2 separate regions of the Capsicum annuum genome follow, and region 1 is linked to region 2. The links are chromatin contacts, called in public Hi-C maps. All regions are on one chromosome and are shown on one strand. Each heading gives the region's core, a stretch centred on a gene start, on an enhancer-like site or on the middle of the called end of the contact. The rest is flanking DNA. Distances are from core to core; before and after follow the strand shown. Region 1 has its middle 31 kb from the start of LOC107858898. Region 2 holds the start of LOC107858897 (copper-transporting ATPase RAN1).

Evidence for each region. Hi-C and Micro-C count contacts between places; a contact is called where the count stands out from the background.
Region 1: a Hi-C map of placenta shows a contact between it and region 2, with 2.1 times the contacts expected there. The contact joins the enhancer-like site here to the promoter of LOC107858897 in region 2. A contact is called at or near these places in 3 of 5 Hi-C or Micro-C datasets (bud, leaf and placenta).

The regions. Positions count from the first base shown.
Region 1 is chr2:105,590,970-105,593,669 of UCD10Xv1.1, forward strand. No RefSeq gene overlaps it. Among protein-coding and RNA genes, the nearest start is that of LOC107858898, 31 kb to the right of the region's middle. Within about 2 kb of position 1,327, at least 1 of the 5 cell types and tissues checked has an H3K27ac peak or open chromatin away from gene starts, as enhancers often do.
Region 2 is chr2:105,552,443-105,555,248 of UCD10Xv1.1, forward strand. LOC107858897 (copper-transporting ATPase RAN1) reads right to left here and starts at 1,455. Exons shown (of 9, transcript XM_016703701.2): 1 at 947-1,455. The coding sequence starts at 1,243.

The DNA.
Region 1 (2,700 bases), core at 77-2,576, 38 kb after region 2:
ATATTCCCACCTGCAACACTATTAAATTCTAATGATGTCATACAATTGGCAATGAAACTTCCCCTTTCCTTTTTGTCTTCCTCTTTCCGCACTTTCCACTGCAAAATTTCATCTTTCAACACATAAGCCACTTCTCTGAAAAATACAAACAGTTGGTGCACCACAAGATTCACGTAAGGATAAAACAAAACTCCAGATGCACTAACCACGGCAATCAAGATCACTACATCATATTTTTGCCGGTGTTAAATTCCTTCACATGAATGGTGGACTTCATACACTCCAAACTCATCGCATTTTTGCCGAAAAATTCTATTAAAAAGTTCACGGTATAACGAAATTTCTTCGACCTCCAAAGCACATAGAAAAACACCTTCCTCAAATCTTTCTCCTTGTAATTTCATCCCAAAATTTAAAAGTATCGATCCAAAACTTTTACTTTCGTCGGAAAATAAAATTCGGGCGACCTTCACTTTTTTCTTTGCCGCTATCTATCTCACGATCCATCCTTATTGAGAAGCCTTTGAATCTTGATTTGCTTGATGCTCTATTACTGTATTTATTTGTTGGTGAAGTTCCCTTTTAGAAGTGAAGGGAGAGATAAATGGGGTAAGGAAGATGACTTGAAAATTTTTGTTTAAAAATAATATTTAAAATTATTTTTGACGTGGAAAGTGATCTGGAAAGTGACATGGAGCGAGTGGAGTACACTCCACTCATTGAACTTGGGCATGAGTACCGCGGGGAGGAAATAATTTCACTTTTTCATAGTCTAGGTGTGACTCTTTTGAAAACTAGGAATGTGTAAAAGAATCTCCTTTTACTTTTGAAAAACGAAGACTACTATTGGAAATAAAATCAAGCAATAGTATAGTAACACAAAAGTGTGTAGTGTAATAGTTAATTAAGTGGATGTAAATTTATAAATATCTATTTAAATTTCAGTAAAGTTTTTCTTAAAAGAAAAAAATAAATTAGACGACCTTTTGTATCTCAAAATCAAATTGACAAAGTTGTATGATTATTGGTCATGTGAAATGTGATTAATACTTTATGAAATGATAAAAGTACATGTAAATGAATCTAAACATGGCCATTATAAACTAATGCTAACAAACATGTACTAGTACTTGAGTTCTTTTTCTTCTTTAAAAAAGGAAAATCATTAATCCCTATATCCACATGATCCTCGTTTGCCGAAGTGGCTTTCTAATTTTGGTGACTTGATCTCTAGTGTTTTATTTTGGGTCCCATATTATTATCATCTTAAATTGCCTAGAAGAAGGAAGGGTATTTTGGAAATTCCGTACATGCCATAGTTGAATAGTTTACATCGCCCTGTTGCGGCGTGTCTCATTTTGGTCATGGCAGACGGCAGGTGTCGAAAGCCTTGACCTTTCTGCGTTACTTTTTCTTTATTTTTGATAATCAGAATATATATATTATATATATATACTTCAACGTCTTATAGGGCTTACTATGTCGTATACAAGACAATTAATTAATGTCATAATATTTTTAATTATTTTTTCATTTTATTAAATTAATTTATGCATATCATTTTTTTGTTTAAGATATAAGTTAGTTATAATTTATAGTCGTATGGTAAAAATAATCATCACAAAAATAAAAAATGCACATATAAAATGAGTAATTGAATTAGAGCACGAAATACCAGATGCAACATGAATTTGTTTAAAATATAATACATAATATAATTGTACATTAATATGTACAATATATAATATTACTTGCAATTTTTGTTATTAAAAATCTGGGATAAAAAAATAATTTTATATTACATAAAGATATTAAAAAGAAATATGAATTTTAAAGGGCAGTTTTATAAAAAAAAATTATTTTATAAAATAATAAAATAAAAATAATATTAAAGAGTGATTAAAAAAAAATTAGAATAAAAAATAGAGTTGTGGGTTGGAGATAAAATAGAGTTTTGAGTTGGAGATGCCCTGAGGAAAATAATTTGGATGTATAATTTTGTAAATTATATTTAATCTATAATTGTAATTAAAGTCAACCTATTTAATACCATCATAATAATCAATTACACACAAATTACTCATTTTTGAATAACTTTTTTCTTTTTCTTTTTTCCTACCATGTACATTCTTTATATCAACAAAGTACTTTGAATCCTCAAATCAAGTCATGTGAGATTAATAAGTTGGAACTCATAATTAAGATATTCGAAACGCTATAAGATTACTCATTTATATACTCAGTTAATTAATTGACTATCTTATTTATTCAAAATTCACGTATTGCTTTAGTGCCATTTTAATATTTTATAAATAAAGAAGATATAATGAAGGATCGATATCACCTTCTTAATTAATGTGAGTGCATTGTTATGAATTTGTTATTTTTGATATCTCCTCATTAGTTACATTTCATATTTAAATACCATAAAAATGAATTTATGTTGCCAAACCATCTATTCATAGATATAGATTAAGATTAGCGTATTCATACTAAGTAAAGGAAGTTGGCTAAAAATAAAGCAAACAATATCCTATAACTATTTTCGTATATTATCTCAATACATATAAGTTGAATGAAATAAAATTGAATTAAATTTAACTCCTTTTGTTTATCTTCTAATTAATTGGAGTTTACTACTTCCAGAAGTCATGGCTTTTAAGGTAGGTTGGAATGTCCATGTTTGACCTGCCTTGCTGC
Region 2 (2,806 bases), core at 205-2,704:
GAATTTAGATCCGCTTTAAGGTGTAAAATTAAATAAAATATAATAAAAGTTAGGTAGACTAATCATGTCCAAAATATCCAAACCCAGAAAACAAAAAGAGCTAAAAGAAATCATCATTATAACCTGGATATCGTTTGGGACATGAAGTTCTTTAGAAAGGCAAGCAGACCAACAATCCAACATCACTAAGATACAACTAAAATTCCTTAACACCCAAACAAAAGTAGACAAATATCAAGCAGTAGCACCAACCCAATTATCCCGAACAGCTAAAAATATCATTATCCAAATTCGGCAAAACTTCCAAGATCATCAAAACCCCTAGATTATATAGAAACTAAGAAATAAAAATAAAAATTTCAGCAAATGAAGGCCAACCCATTTATCCCAGACAGCTAAAAAAACAGTATAATTAAAATTAATCCTAACTTCCAAAGTCTAAAACCCCAAGATTATATTGAAACTAAGAAGTATAACAAAAGTTTCATCAAATGAAGGCCAACCCAATTATCCCAAACAGCTAAAAACGGCATAATCCAAAATTCAGTAAAACTTCCAAAATCATCAAAACTCCAAGAACATTTTTTTTGGATAACCGCGGTGTCTGGCCAGTTTCCGCTTTCAAGAGCAACACGTACACAACAGGTACCAGGTAACTCTGTCCACCTAAACCCCAAGATTATACATAAACTAAGAAGTAAAACTAAAATTTCATCAATGAAGACTAACCCAATTATCCCAAATAACTAAAAACATCGAAATCCAAAATTCAGAAAACTCCCAAAATCATCAAAACCCCAAGGATTATACAGAAACTAAGAAGTACAACTAAAATTTCACCAAACAAAGACCAACCCACTTAACCAAATAGCTCAAAAACCTCAACAAAATCAAAATTCAACTAAAACCAGCTCCACGAAAAAAGAAGAAGAAGAAGGTACTGAACCTTGACCAAGGTAGGATCGAAGAGAACATCAGCCTTATTCTGAAGCAAAGCAACAGAAGCTTTAACAACACCATTAACATCCATCAAAGCTCCTTCTACTGATGTTGAACAAGCTGCACATGTCATCCCCGTAACTCTTACCTCAATTCTCCTCAAATTCTTCTCCAAATTCTCTTCATCATACGAATCTAAAAGCCTCACTTCCTCTCCTACACCATCCAAATCAACATCCTCCATCGCCGCCGCTCTCGCCGACGGCGACTTCTTTCCGGGCACCGTCAACTGTACGTCCCGCATACTTTCTCCGGCGATATATATATTATGTATGTATATGTATAGGATTTATTTATTTACCGGAGAAAAAGAGATATATGGGGTTCTACTTCTATGTAGAGATTTGTATAATAAACACGCATAGAAAGAGGAAAAAAAAAAAAAAAAAAACAAGGGAAGGAAAATGGAAAAATGAAAAATCTGTGGGTTGAACGAGGAGAGGGAAAGTGGGAACGACAGCGAATTTGTAAGAGGATGCAGACATGTAAAATGACTTAAATAACCTTCAATAATCTGTACTGGATTTTCTTGTACTGCAAACTTATATACTAATAATCGCGCCTTTTGAATTTATTTTACAAATTTCTTTTTAATCCGTTTCAATTTACTTTACAAAATTTTTTTTAGTCCGTTTCAAGAAAAATAATATTTTCATTTCAACTTTTCATATGCTCTATATTTAGCATATTTTTAGTTTAAAATAATAAAATATATCCTTTACTTTTAAAATTTTATATTAAATTAAAATATGTCAAATAAATTAAAATAGAAAAAGTATTTTTTGTGTTCATATTTATTTGTCACTTATTTTTAAAACGTGGGACTGAATATTCTTTATAAAGAATCAGAGGAATATGTAATGATTTTTTTTTTTTGGAAATTTTCAACGGAAAAATACAGATTATTCCTTCTTTTCTATCGAATCGATCATGACTACTGTCTACATTTCAGAAAATTGTGCAATGAAGGGTATGTTTGGTATGATAGAAAATATTTTTCGAAAAATGTTTCTCTGAAAAATAAGTTGATTTTCTACTTATTTTTTCATGTTTGGTTGGTGAGTGAAAAAATATTATTCGAAAAATATTTTATGGTGTTTGGTTGGTGAGTAGAGACTATTTTTTAGAAAAATATTTTCTAGTGTTTGATTGGTGAGTGAAAAAATATTTTTTTAGAAAATACTACTAACTATTAACTAGTATATCAGTGCCTCGAACTAATTTAAGCATAGCAAATAATATCAATATTGAATACTAAAATATTACAATCACTAAATTTAAGCAACTATTAATTTACAAATATATGAGACACTTTTCAATATTTCGTCTAAACACTCTCAAGATACTACAATCAATAGAAATATAACGGAACGACAATCTTATTCAACCTCGTGAAACAAGTTACATCGATGACAAAATGAAATATGCAATTAGCAAAAGTAACATAGGCAAGTCTTCATCTATGCATATGAAAATAACAATACATTCAATAAACATTGAAAATGAAAAAAATTCGGGTTTCACTATTTTTTATTTTAAGTAATGAAAAGTTGAAGCAAAGCATAATAAAAAATATTTTTGAGTAATGTAAATTTTTGAGAAATATGAATTTTTTTAATATGTGAATATGAGTGTTGTTGGGGTGGGAAAGAGGAGTGGGGGTAGAGTCATAAGTCACATTTATCATTTTCTAGAAAATGACTTTCCTTGCCATGAGGGAAGTCATTTTCCCTCAAATTGAGGAAAATGAGTTTTTGTGGAAAATGTTTTCCAAACATTTTATTACAACCAAACAAGGAAAAATAGG